2 separate regions of the Oryctolagus cuniculus genome follow, and region 2 is linked to region 1. Evidence: chromatin contacts called from public Hi-C data. All regions are on one chromosome and are shown on one strand. The core of a region is the stretch at or near the end of the contact, and the rest is flanking DNA. Distances in the headings are between cores, read along the strand shown. Region 1 overlaps USP54 (ubiquitin specific peptidase 54). Region 2 holds the start of MYOZ1 (myozenin 1).

Region 1 (7,113 bases), core at 3,103-5,602:
AAAAAAAAAAAGAATAGGAAGCCCCTCCAACCTTGAGTGGTCAATTCTTGTTCTTCATCTTATTTGGTCAAATAGCAGCATTTAACTCAGCTGATTTGTAAAATACTTTCCCCCCTTGGCTTCCAGGGTACTACACTCCCCTGATTTTCTTTCTACCCCATTGGCTACTCAACAGCCATCTCCTTTGCTGGTTCCTCTTCAATTCCAGGACTCAGGTCTCAAGCCTCTAACTTCTTGACTTGGCTATAGACTCACATTCTTAGCGGGCTCATCTAGTATCATGGTTGTACATACACATATATTGACAACTCCCAAATTTACATCAACAGCCCAAATTTCCTTCCTAATTCCAGATTTGTATAACCAACTATATACTAGACACCTACATTTGAATACCAATAGGCATCTGAAGTTTAACATGCCCCAGACTCTATGTGGGTCGCAGAAACGCAAGTTCTTGGGTCATTCATTATCTGATGCCTCCTAGAATATATTAGCAAGAAACTAGATAAGTAGTAGAGCAGCCAGGCCTTGAATTGGCACTCTAATATGGGAGGTGGATGTATCAAGCCCATCAGCTGAGCTTCTTATCTTTCCCCTACAAATCAGCTTCATCTGCATTCTGTTCCATCTCAGTAAATGACACCAGCCTTTCAGGTACTTGGGCCAAAAACCTTAGAAGTGATCTTCACCCACTCTTGCTCACACAGTTCACATACAATCAAATCCTCTTAATTCCATCCTCAAAACACACCCCACACTCGTCAACATCTCATCTGCTTTCACTCTAATCCAATCCACCCTATATTTTCACTGGAAGACTATTGTTTCCTAACTGATCTTGTCTCCCTGAGGAAACACACAACAGTGAAAACAGCATTCTTTTTTTTTTATTTTTTTATTTTTTTTATTTACTTGAGAGACAGATACAGATAGGAGATCTTCCATCTATTGGTGCACTCCCCAAATGTCCACAACAACTAGGGCCAGGCAAAGACAAAGGAGCCTGAAATTCAATTTGGATCTCCCACATGTGTGCCAGGTGGCCAAGAACTTGAGCTGCTGTCCCCCAGGTAATGCATTCACAAGAAGCTGTACGTGGAAGTGGAGCTGGGACTTGAACCTAGGCACTGTGCCAGTATGAGATGCAGGCATTCCAGGAGGCAGAGCTAACTACTACACCAAATGTACTCCCCAAGGTGTTTATGTAAAAGGATAAATCAGATCATGCTGTTTCTCTGCTCAAAATCCATTGTCCCCCCACTGACACAGTAAAAGTTAAATGGCAAAGCCTTACACAATTTGGCCTGCTAATCTACTTCTAGCTTACCCCACACCAGTCACACTGTTCCTCACTGTACCCCAAATCAATCATACAGGTTCTGGACCCAGGGCCAGAAAACTTGAAATCTCTGCTGGGTCACTCTTCCTTTAGCTATCTGTATGGCTCAGATGCTCATTTCCTATAGGTTTTTATGCAAATATTACTTCTTCAATATAGTATTTCCTGGTCATCCTACTCAAAATTATAGGCTCCATTTTCCCTTATCCCAAGTCCTCCATGCTCACCTGTTTTATTTTTTTTTAAAAGATTTCTTTTTTTAAAAAAGATTTATTTATTCATTTGAAAAGCAAAGTTACAGAGAGGCAAAAGCAGAGAGAAAGAGAGAGGGAGAGAAAGAGGTCTTCCATCCGCTGGTTCTCTCCTGAAACGGTCGCAATGGCCAGAACTGGGCCAATCCGAAGCCAGAAGCCAGGAGCTTCTTCTGGGTCTCCCACGTGGGTGCAGGGGCCCAAGCACTTGGGCCATCTTCTACTGATTTCCCATGCCACAGCAGAGAGCTGGATCGGCGGCAGAGCAGTTGGGACTTGAATCAGCACCCATATGGGATGCCAGCAGTGCAGGCAGCAGCTTTACTCACTACACCACAGTGCCAGTCCCAAGATTAATTTCTTTATTTGAAAGGCAGAGTTATACAAACAGAAGAGAGACAGACAAGAAGAGATAGATTGTTCATCAGCTGATTCACTCTACAAATAGCTGCAATGGCAGGGGCTGGGCTAGACCAAAGCCAGGAACCAGGAACTCCATCCAGGTCTCCCACATGGATGGCAGGAACCCAAGCACTTGGGTCATCTTCCACTGCTCTCCCAGGCACACTAGGAGGGAGCCAGATCTGAGGAAGAGCAGCCAGGGTTGAAATCAGCACTCATGCTGGCATAGCAGGAGGCCACTTAACCTACTGTTTGCCACTATGTGGACCCCCTTACCATGTATTTTACTTATCAGATTCTACTCTCTAGAATATAAGCACACAAATTTGTATGAGGCCACAAATTTTTAACCCTTTACTCCCTACTACCTCTTAGCACTTAGAATGGTACTGGAATATAAAGGGTCAACAAATGATATTTTTGAATCAATGAATGAATGAATGGTGTGGAATGGATAGATCTTACTAAGGAAGATATTATTGAGTTTCCTCTCTTTTTAAATTTTTAAGATTTATGTATTTGAAAGGCAGAGTGACAGAGAAAGAGTGAGACACAGATGGCAAGAGAGCTCTTTCACCCTTTCATTCCCCAAATGTCTACAACAGCCAGGGCTAAAGCAGCTGAAGCCAGGAACCAGAACTCCACCTGGGTTTTTCACATAACTAGCAGAGAACTAAGTACTTGGTTTAGTCGTTTTTTCAAGAGTCCAAAACTTTGTCTAAAAACAAACCAATGAGAAATTATTTCTAGGGCCAGCACCATGGCATAGTGGTTAAAGCCCTGCCTGCAGCACCAGCATCTTATATGGGCACCAGTTCAAATCCCAGCTACTCCACTTCCTATCCAGTTCCCTGCTAATTGCCCAGGAAAGCAGCAGAGGATGGCCCAAGTTCTTGGGCCCCTGTATTCACATCAGAGACCTGCCTGGAAGAAGCTCCTGGCTCCCAGCTTTGGATCGGCTCAGCACCGGCCATTGCGGCCATTTGGGGAGTGAACCAGTGGGTGGAAGACCTCTCTCTCTCTCTCTCTCTCTCTCTCCCTCCCTCTCTCTCTCTCTCTCTCTACCGCTCTCTGTAACTCTTTCAAGTAAGTAAAATAAATATTAAAAAAGAAATTATTTTCAGGATATTTCTGTACAAATTTGATATTTTCAAACTTTGACTAATTTATTCCCCTTAACTGGGCTTCCTAGTACTCCAAGGCATCCACTGTTCCTAATGAATAACCTACTTTTGATACATAGCAGTAGTCATACACCATCTTAGGGAGAAAAACAAATGTAATCAATCCCATTACTTTTTTTTTTTCTTTACTAAAAAGTAGTTTATTACACAAAGTTTAAAGAATCCCCAAGCACCCTTAGATTTATAAAAAAAAAAAAAAATCGGCATCCTTTGTAAAGTTACAATTTGTATATATGGTGATACCTTTCTTCTGTACAGCCCAAGTCAGAGACGCTGATGAGGAAACTTTTAATAGAAACAAGTAATTCAAACCACTGAATTTTCTCAGATCACTTGGCTATGTCCTATGATTCAAATGACTCTGAGAAAGGACAGGGCTCCACTAGGAGATGGCATAGTGTAATAGCTAAGAACATAAACTCCAGAGCCAAACTGACTAGGTTCAAACTTCAAAAAGTTCATGGAAACATGTATTATGAAAAAATTACTACATAGATTTCAAACTTTAGTTGCACACAAAAACTTATCTTTTAGTTCCATTTTTCCATGGACCTTTTGAAGTATCTCAAATATCTATCTTGGATCAATACCTGGCAGCATGATAGGTACTATCCACGTTTTAGGTTATTATGTTATTGTATCTGGAGTCATTTTATGTTACTAAAGAGGCTTTATGCCAGGGTTCTGTGGTGAAGACGGGCCCAGAGTCAGATGCTTCTATCTTGGGCTACTTCTGGGGTCTCTGAGACCTGAGTAGGAAGAACCAAACTTCTCTATTCAGCTGCTCCCATTCAAGGGAGGCCGGTTTCCCCTGACCTAGATATAACAAGGGTTTCATGGACAGACAAAGGAAAAAGTCTCAGGTCAGAGTTCTGCCTGCACCCACAATGGGTCTGCAACAAACAGTTCTGGCTGTTGCTTTCAGTGGTTTCACTGTTTCCATGCAATATTCTTTTTCCATCTATTATAAGCAGTCTTCTCCAAATACACAAAGTATCTGAGTACATTCTGAATAGCCTCTGGCTGCATCTCCTTTATTTTCTTACTTTAATTATTGTTGTCTTGCTCTGCTATTGTTAGGAAGAAGCAAGTGTACGAGGGATGAAGCAGCCTGAGCCTGCCAGCACGCATCTGGGAAGCTGCAGCTCCGGAAGAAGCTGCAGCACAAAGCCCCTCTGTTAAGGCAGCACACTAACCACTGTGTGTCCCTCTCACATGAGCACAGGGGCTGGAACCGGCCTCCCCCTGTTCCCTTTTTCACCCTCCTCCCACCTTTCCCAGAGGGAGATCCTGTTCTCACCAAAGAAAGCCAAGAACATTTAGTTCAGCAGTAAGAACAGGTGGCAGCACCAATAAGGAACAAAAACTGGTATTCTTCCAATCGCTGAGTTCTATGGCAGGGAGGGAGAAAGGGTAGGGAGACTAAACCCCTGTGGGGTCCCTGACAGTTCCATTTCAACAAGAAAAGAAAACCCACCTTTGAGGTTTCTCTTTGATCTTCTTCACAGGGTGAAACCAAAGAGGTCTTCCTTTTCTTCTCAGGAAAAGGCAATTATTTTTTGTCTGTTAACTATTTTCTTGGATACAGTACAAAAGCAACAAGACTCTAATGACTAAAAGCAGGTGATTCCCCACCCGGCTCTCTTGGATCAAGTAGCAAACAATTCTATCCACATGAACACATAATTATTTGGATTAGTAAAAACCATGTAAATACGACAGAAGTGCCATAAAGACAGAAAATCTTTGTGCTCTGGCTGCTACAAATGCAGCTGTTGCCCAAGCTTTTTCCACTGAAACACAGGCTTTTGTCTCTAGGCAGGGAACAGTTGTTTGTTTCTCTCTTGAGATTTCCTAGTTTTACATCTAAAAGAACTCAAGAGTAGAGTAGAGAAGGTGTGGATTTAGGAGAAAGGCAGTGACTAATTTTGGTGCTTTGTGGATCCAAAGTCTTTGGAAAGTGCCCCAGTCAGCAGTCTAACCCATCACTGAGGGGGATCCAACATTATCTTCTGCAAAGGCGAGACACAGTTTCCACCTTGCCACTAACTCAACTCCTCTGGTTTCCTTCTTTATCTGGGCTTCCCAAATCATCCTTTTTCTCATGATCACTCCTTTCTCTACACCTCCTGGGAAATCATAGAACCTAAATGTGGCCAATCTAGCCTGTTTGTAAACATAATGCTCTGGAAATAAGATACAGGACTAGTCCTTAAGGATACTGACTTCCAGAAAACAGAAATTTCACTGGTTTTGTGTGTTCAAAAGAATATTGTGGCAAAAAAATATGCAAATTTACCCCTTGGTACTCAAAATAATAACAAAGGATTCTTAATATTTTATTGTAGAAAATTCCAAATGTACAAAGAGTAGACAGACTAGCATAATAAACTCCCAACTATCCATCATCCAGTTTCAACAATTATCCACCCATGGCCAACCTCACCAACTGCCCCACTCTTAGAGCATTTTGAAACTCATGTAGACATTTTTCATTTGTACATATTTCAGAATACATCTGTTAAACAGAGAACTTTTTATTTAAAACATAACAACATTGTCAACACACCTAAAAAAGGTAAACAAAAATTACTTAATATCATCAAACATCTAGTCAGTATAATAGGAACTTCATCCAACTTTGGGGAAGGCAGAGAACAGCTGGGTAGTTTCTCCCTTGGGATTCTCTAAACTTATGTCTAAAAACCACTACCTATTGGGCTTCCTAGTTAGAAAAGTATTCATATATCCTATATTAGTCCATTTAATCTAAATTCGGTTATAAGTACCATATCTCCCCCAAGAGTCCAAGGGTTTATTTGCATTTGATTCATAACCCTGTATTTTGCATTTGTAGTTGTGGGGTTTAAGACCGTCATAACCTACCTATTACACTCTTTCCCACTATCTATACAAAACACAATTCCACATACACACAAAGACAGAGACAGAAACACCAAGACTCCCAGACAATGCACAAAAGACAGAGATGAGCCACATTCTGGGGCATTGCTTTTAGCGGGGAATCATAAAATAATGTTGAGGTGTGGTGTTGTGGCCTAGTAGGTAATGTCACCATCTGCAATGTTGGCATCCCATGTGGGCACTGGTTCATGTCCCAGCTGTTCCACTTATGATCCAGCTCCCTGCTGACTACCTGAGAAAAGCAGCAGAAGTCCAAGTGTTTGGATCCCTGCATTCACATGAGAGACCTAAAGGAGTCTCCTGGCTCCTGGCTCCTGGCTTCAGCCTGACTCAGCTCTGACTGTTGCAGCCATCTAGGGAGGCAGTGGCGGAGGGTGGGGCAGCAGATGTTAGAAGATCTGTCAGGGCCAGCACTGTAGTATAGTGGAGGTAAAGCTACCGTCTGCAGTGCTGGCATCCCATATGAGAACTCTCTGCTATGGTCTGGGAGAGAAGCAGAAGATGCCCAAGTCCTTGGGCCCCTGCACCCAAATGGGAGACCCGGAAGAAGCTCCTGGTTACTGGCTTCGGATCAGCCCAGCTCTGGCTATTGCAGCCATCTGGGGAGTGAACCAAGGATGGAAGACCTCTCTCTCTCTCTCTCTGCCTCTGCCTCTCTGTAATTCAGCCTTTCAAATAAATAAACTTATAAAAAAACAAACAAAAAAGATTTATCTCTCCCTCTCTATATATAACTCAGATGTTCAAATAAATAAATCTTTTAAAAAAATTAATGTTGAACATATTGCCTACTGATTTTTTTTTTTTTAAGATTTATCCATCTATTTATTTAAAAGGCAGAGTTATAGAGAGGCAGAGGCAGAGAGAGAGAGACAGGTCTTCCATTCATTGGTTCACTCTCCAAATGGCTGCAACGGCCACAGCTGCGCTGATACAAAGTCAGGAATCAGGACCTTCCTTCGGGTCTCTCATGCAGGCGCAGGGGCCCAAGGACTTGGGCCATCCTCCA
Region 2 (7,113 bases), core at 1,511-4,010, 92 kb after region 1:
CTTCAGAGTGGACTGAGAGTCCACCAAGCCATCTCTAGGTTTGCCTCCCCTTCCCTCCCACACCCAGCCTAGGCCTCATTTCTGAGGACATCTCTGCTCTAGGGACCAGATTCCTTACTCTTGGATGTGAATACTTGCCTGATCCTGTCTCGCCAACCCCTCCTGCACCAGCAGCTCCTCCTTTGCCAGCCTGACCCCCAGGACCACCTGCACCTCCAGCTCCAGACCCAGAGCCATGATGGTGCTGGTGGTCAGAGCCATACTGTCCAGCAGAGCCACTGCCCCCTGCCTGGCCTCCACCACTGCCCTTGCTGTAGGAGACTCCCTGACCAGCTGTGCCCAGCTGTCCTCCCACTGTGGGAAGGAACTTCTGAAAATGATCCTGAAAAGAAAGAACAAAGTGAAGAGAAGGTTAGCAAAGGTTATGGGAAACATACAAAGACAAAGGTGTACATAGCAAAGAAGGAGGTGGTCAGAGACAACGGGCAGACAGAAGACACTGACTCCTCTGAGATTCCTCTCTCCAAGAAATGGAGAGTGGATTGGTAACCTGAGGGGAACTAGACTCTCCTTAAGAGGTAGGACTCCTTTGGCTCCCTCCAGTTGTAGGGTGGGAGCAGATCATTCCCCACACTGGCCTTTCCTATCCTTACACAAGCAAAAAGAACCAAGACTTCTGCTCCACTCAAACTTGAGAGGATGAGGTTACCAGGGAAACCCAGTTTTAATTTGAAGAAATAGAGATATCACTACCCCCTTCTCTTTGCTTGTCCAACAGTTAGAACTCTCTTTTCTCTCTCACTGTCTCTCTGCCTCACCCTCCCCTTCCCCCCTCCCTCTTTCCCTTTCTCTTGGTGCCTGTTGAAGCAAGACTTCTTAACAGGGAAAGGGTAGCAGGTGGGGGGAAGGGTAGCCTAAAGGGCAACACTGGCTTCAGCCCCAAAACCCAAAAATAGCCTCGCCAACTCCTTCAGGAGACTCTCCTGTCCACCTCACCACATACACCCCCATGCTCCACCCAGTGTAACCAGACCCAGGCAGAGAGGAGGGATTTCAGCCTCCCTAAAGTTAGGTATAGCCGACTCAGCACTTTTACTCTGCTCCTGCATTGGGCCAGTGACAGACACTCCTGCCCCTGGCTCCATCCATGTAGGAATTGATTTCCACCCTCCTCCAGCCATGCAGAGATGGTGGAGTATGAAGAAAGGAAATGGAGAAAGGCCCCTTCCTGCTCAGCTGTCACATCCTGTGCCTGGCCCCTCTCCAATCCCTTCTTCTCTTTCTCTGGAAAAGGGGCCTGACTAGGAGATGTAGGATCTTAAAGCATCTAGAGAAGAGACTGACCCTTTAAATAAAATAACTTAAGAAGACATTCCTGTAAAAACTCACATAACTCCTTCTAGGGTTGCCAGATTTCATAAACAAAATTGCAGGACATCACTTAAATTTGAATTTCAGATACACAACAAATACTGTGTATTTGTTTTTAGTATAAATATGCCCTAAATATTGCATGGGACATACATATGTAAAAAAGTACTGTTTGCATAAATTTGAAGCTCAAATTTAACTGGGCAGCCTGTATTTTAATCTTAAATTTAAATTTGATTTTTATGTCCAAAATTTGCACAAGGCATATTTTACTAAAAAATTATTCATTGTTTATTTTTACTTCAAAATACAAGGCTGGGTGTTTTGTGTTTCATCTGGCAACCCTATCTTTAACACTTACCCATACTGGGAAGGAATTTTCTCCCTGAGGGTGTGGTACTCCCCACCCCTTCACTGACTTTCAGATGGAGACTTCAGTTTCAGAGATGGGCTGTAACACCCTGTAGCTGTTGGGGGCTTAATATATCTGGGGGGTTAATGAGCTTATAAATTCTCAGGGAGCGGAGGTTGATGGTATTTTGGAGGTTCAGAGCCTGCCAAGAAACTGTCAGAAAAGGCATTAGGCTTTGAAAGAGTGGTGAAGTTCCAAACGCACCATTGAGCTGTCAGAGAAAACATCAGGATGGTTCTCATAGATGAATTTCTCCACTCGCATCTGCCGCAGTTTGAACATCTTGGAGCCCCGGTTGGTGAGCAGCGACAGCTCCTCCAACATTACATCCCGTGGGACACTGATCTTCTTACCCAGATTCAGGCCTGAGCTCTCTTGTCCACCTTTCAGAGAGGTAGGGAGGAAGAAGCAAGGGAAAGAGTAAGGTGGGGTTTTCTGACCTCAGAAGGCAGACTTTATCCACAACTGAGTGTGTTTGTCCTGCAGAGATCATTTAGGGGAGCAGCTGCTCTCTGTGATGCCAGACCAAACTCTCTAGTTTATGGGACATTTTGACTTCCTGGGTTCAGAATTGGAGAGCATGCATGAGACTGAAGAGAGTGGGGATACTAGAGTGAAAGGGTGTTTGAGGTCAAAGGGGCATGGGTTTGGGGTGCAGTGTAAAGAGGTAAAGGAGCATCCTAGAAAGAGACCATTGGAGAAACTAGGGCATGGGGAAAAGTCCAGGGGCCAGACCTTGGTAGAGTAGGCAGCTGTCAATACAGAATTTTCCTTCTCCCATCCCAACTGGAGTTCCTCCTGTCTGTTCACCCTCAAACCTATATAACTTTATATTTCTGGGACCCTTGGGGCAAAGATACTCTAAATAAGAAGTCCCACACTGGGTACATGCAAATGTCCCCTACCTCCAGTGAGTTCCATGATCAGCTTGCTGGATTTCCTCTTCTTGTTAGGGGCAGGGGTTCCTGAGAGCGGCATTGTGGAGGTGGACTCGATCTGGGTGGAAGGGAAAAATAGTTGGAGGATGGACGGAGACTGACAAAACCAAGTGTCTGCAGTATGGCAGTACTTTTTTTTTTTTTTTTTAGATTTTATTTACTTATTTTAGAGGTAGAATTACAGACGGACAGAAGAAAGATGGAAAGAGAGGTCTTCCATCCACTGGTTCAGTCTCCAAATGGCCCCAATGGCCAGAGTTGAGCTGATCTGAAGCCAGGAGCCAGGAGCTTCCTCCAGGTCTCTCATACTAGTGCAGGGGCCCAAGCACCTGGGTTATCTTCTATTGCTTTTCCAAGTCATAAGCAGAGAGCTGAATCAGAAGAGGAGCAGCCAGGACACGAATGGGTTCCCATACGGGATGATGGCACTACAGGTGGAGGCTTAACCTACTACACCACAGCACCAGCCCCGGGAAGTACTTCTTTACCTGAGGCTAAGGGCTTCAGGGGACAAAATTTCATCAGATTTTCAAAGAAGTCATCTATGCCCCAAAGGTGAAAATCCACTGCTTTGGGGTTTCTCTTTTCTTGGGAAGGAGGGCAGGAAGTATAGATGCACCCCTTGTCTTTATTTTCTACCAACCTCCAGTGTGCTGTTTACCATAGAGCTGATGCAGGGAATAGGAACAAAACTAAGGGTGTGAATATTTAAAAAACAACAGGAAAGCAGGCAGGGCAATGCACCCAGGATTCATTGGCTTGGCATGACTTGAAGTTTTCATTTGCAATGGGATAACAGACTAGGACGATGAATCCAGGCTCTGGTCTCTCCTCATTCTTACCCCAAGCCCCTGGAGGTTAGAGAAATGTTCTGCCAGGGTTGATGAGATTCAGCCAAAAACATTCTCCATAAGAAGGAGAGGTTGTTGTTCTACCACTGGGCCAGCTGGAACATGGCCTGGGAGGTCATGGCTATGCAGCTTGTCCCTTCAGTCACAACCCCCCACCCCCACCCCGGACCCCAGAGCTGCAGTGGAGGGAGAAGCCAGAAGACATTTGAACCCTGACACATGTCAATTCAGCAATATCATGGCAGTGGGAACTGAGGGGAGACAGGAACATGGTAACAGCATCTGGCAATGGAGAGGAACAAGTTGAGATAAGATAGACTCCAACTTATCTAACTAAAAATTGGCACTTGGTGAAATGTGGTCTTCTTCTGAATCCTGTCTCACAAACACATCTGCAACTCTGCTGGCGTAGTGGGGCCTCATATCTGCTTCCCATTCCTCTAGTGCCTCCCGCAACATCTCCATTTCCCCCAACCTCCTTGGCCGTTCTCCTTCCAACACTCTGTGGCTCCCCAGACCTGGACAGCTGGGAGCCAAGGGTAATAAAGAAGGGAGGCCACACCCCCCAGATCAAGAATCATAATTGCATAAAGAAACGGAAGTCAACAGAGTGGGCTCCAGACCCTGTAGCTGGAGACCTGGAGACTTACCAGTTGCTCAGGCGGTGGTCAGCTCTCCCTGGGGTCCAGCAGCTTTGGAGGACTGAGCTGCTGTGACCGGAGAACATGAGCTGGGCAGGCGTGGGGGCAGCACTGGCAGTGGGGGAGGGAGGGTGTTTATTAATAGAGATGATGAGTGCAGGCAGCTCAAATGGCACAGGGGGCACTGAGACCCTGGAACCAGGATCCTGCCCTCCCTGCCCAGAGGCTCAGGAAAGGAGGAAAGGCCTTTGGGATTCTCCCCTAGAGCTGTCTGAGCCAGGGTTCAGACTGTCCAGGGACTCCCTTTCTCTTTGCCCTGGAGTCTGAGATCCAAAAACACCTTCCGGGAGAAACTGAAGACTAAGAGGGAGAGAGGAAGCAGGCAGCAAGTGGCGGATAGGAATTCAGAGTGCAAGAGAGACAGAACCTAGAGAACATGCTCTGATGGCCACTGGGAGCCAATCCAGGTCTGAGCCAGAGGGACCTGTGGGTGTACTGGGGAATGGGAGGGTTTAAGGCACTATGTCTGATAAGGAGTCTTCACAACAGAACCGCTCTTTTAAAGTTCCTGGATTGCTTGGTCTTTCTCTGTGAGATTGGATCTTGGCAGGATCAGAGACAAAATTAACCAAACTCGGTGCTTTCTACGCAGCCAGGGGTGATGTGGGGAAGACTTGTCCAGTAATTCTTGTCTGCTTTACTTTATTTCTTTCTTTCCTCTTAAACTCTGGCAGGTTTAAGAACAAGTGAACATGCAGATCTTCCTTTATTTATTTATTTATTTATTTATTTAAAAGATTTATTTATTTATTTGAAAGGCAGAATTACAGAGAGGCAGAGACAGAGAGAGGTCTTCCATCTGCTAGTTTGCTCCCCAAATGGCTGCAGTTGCCAGAGCTGGGCAGATCCGAAACCAGGAGCCTCCTCTGGGTCTCCCACATGGGTGCAGGAGCCCAAGGGGCCCAAGGGCTTGGGCCATCTTCCACTGCTTTCTCAGGCCATAGCAGAGAACTAGATTGGAAGTGGAGAAGCCAGGACACAAACCGGCACCCATATGGGATGCCAGCACTTGAAGCGGTGGCTTTAACTGCTATGTACAGCGCTGGCCCCACTGATCTTTCTTTAACAGTCATTTGCTGTTGGAGTACTCAGTTCAGCCTGCTATGCATATGCAGGATAGATATAATAAAAGCACATTTAGGCTCTCTGAGGTTCCTACTTGAGATTTTCTTCAAATGGGATCTGGGCCATCCCATTCACACTGTTTGAAAGGAACCTCTAGGTAGGAGCACAGTGTTGAAAGTCCCCTTGGGAGAAGTCTATCATTTGCCTAACCCCTTGCTCAGTAAGTGCATGAACAGGCTGGATCTTCCTCCACCTCCTGCTCAGGTTCTGGAACCAGCTCTGCTGTTCATCTGCTGCAGCCACCACCACCCCAGTGCAGCTGCCTTAGGAATTGGCTTTTAACAGTTTCCAGAATACCCATTGTCCCTGTGTGAGCTCACTATTCTTCCTATCTATGCCCGTCTCCTGTGTCCTGTTCATAGGAAGACTAGCGGCTGAAAGCTACCCCACCTCCAGCTGGCCTCTGCCCAGACCCATTATGTCTATAGACCCCTCATCTTTTGTCCTCCTTCTCCATTTCCTCTCAATCTAAGGGAGCAATTAGAAGGGAAAAAAAGGGCAGGGGTATGGCGCTGTGGCACAGCAGGTAAAGCCGCTGCCCGCAGTGCCAGCATCCCAACTTTGGCGCTAGTTCAAGTCCCAGCTGTTTCACTTCTGATCCAGCTCTCTGGTATGGCCTGGGAAAGCAGTAGAAAACGGCCCAATTCATTGGGACCCTGCACCTATGTGGGAGACTTGGAAGAAGCACCCTGGCTCCTGGCTTCAGATCAGCCCAGCTCCAACCATTGTAGCCATTTGGGGAGTAAACCACCAGATGGGAGACTTCTCTCTCTCGCTGTGCCTCTGCCTCTGTATCTGTCTGCCTTTCAAATAATTAAAAGAAAAAAAAGGGAGCTGGCATTTAGCCTAGTGGTTAAGATGCTCACATCCCACATTGGAGTCCCTGAGTTTCAAACCTGCCTCTGGCTCTAGACTCCAGTTCCTGCTAATGCAGCTCTTGGGAGGAAGCAGTGATGACTCAAGTAATTGGGTTCCTGAATTGTGTTCCCTGTTCCTTGCATTGCCCCACCCCACCCCAGACTTTGTAGTCATTTGAGGAGTGGATCAGACAATGGTGATTCTCTCTCTCTCTGTCTCTCACTCTCTGCTTCTCAGATATTTAAATTTTTTAAAAAAATTTTTGGAAGATTTATTTATTTATTTGAAAGTCAGAGTTACACACACAGAGAGAGAGAGAGAGAGAGAGAGAGAGGTCTTCCATCTGATGGTTCACTCCCCAATTGGCCACCATGGCCGGAGCTGCACCAATCTGAAGCCAGGAGCCAGGAGCTTCTTCTGGGTCTCCCACATGGGTGCAGCAGAGAGCTCAAACTGAAGAAGAGCACCTGGGACTAGAACCGGCACCCATATGGGATGCTGGTGCTTCAGGTCAGGCGTTAACCTGCTGCACAACAGCGCCGTGCCCCTAAATTTTTTTTTAAACAGCAGAAGGTGATTGCATCATCACTCTCACCCTCTCCTCAAAAATGCACTGAAGGTTGGATCTACTGTGAATGAGTATGTAAAACTACTGAGTGGGTTAATATAGGCTATTTTATTTAGCAAATGGTCTCTGGGCCCTTTTGGAATTCTCAGAAATTGTACTTGGGATTATATGGGTCCTGGATCTGGTTATTCGCACAAATGTGCCCTCTGCTGGTAAAGTGGAAGCATTGGCACTTTTCTCCCTCCAACCCAGGTTTTTTTGTTTGTTTGTTTGTTTGTTTGTAATTAAC

The links. Hi-C and Micro-C count contacts between places; a contact is called where the count stands out from the background.
Region 2: a Hi-C map of psoas muscle shows a contact between it and region 1, with 3 times the contacts expected there. The contact joins the promoter of MYOZ1 here to the enhancer-like site in region 1. A contact is called at or near these places in 3 of 6 Hi-C or Micro-C datasets (embryonic fibroblasts, psoas muscle and skin fibroblasts).

The regions. Positions count from the first base shown.
Region 1 is chr15:64,666,164-64,673,276 of mOryCun1.1, forward strand. The region is part of intron 3 of USP54 (ubiquitin specific peptidase 54); the gene reads right to left. Among named protein-coding and RNA genes, the nearest start is that of PPP3CB, 67 kb to the left of the region's middle. Within about 2 kb of position 4,353, at least 2 of the 8 cell types and tissues checked have an H3K27ac peak or open chromatin away from gene starts, as enhancers often do.
Region 2 is chr15:64,759,766-64,766,878 of mOryCun1.1, forward strand. MYOZ1 (myozenin 1) reads right to left here and starts at 2,761. Exons shown (of 7, transcript NM_001082215.1): 1 at 2,689-2,761; 2 at 1,988-2,166; 3 at 139-382. The coding sequence starts at 2,761. All of the region lies in intron 1 of LOC138845381 (a long non-coding RNA gene), which reads left to right.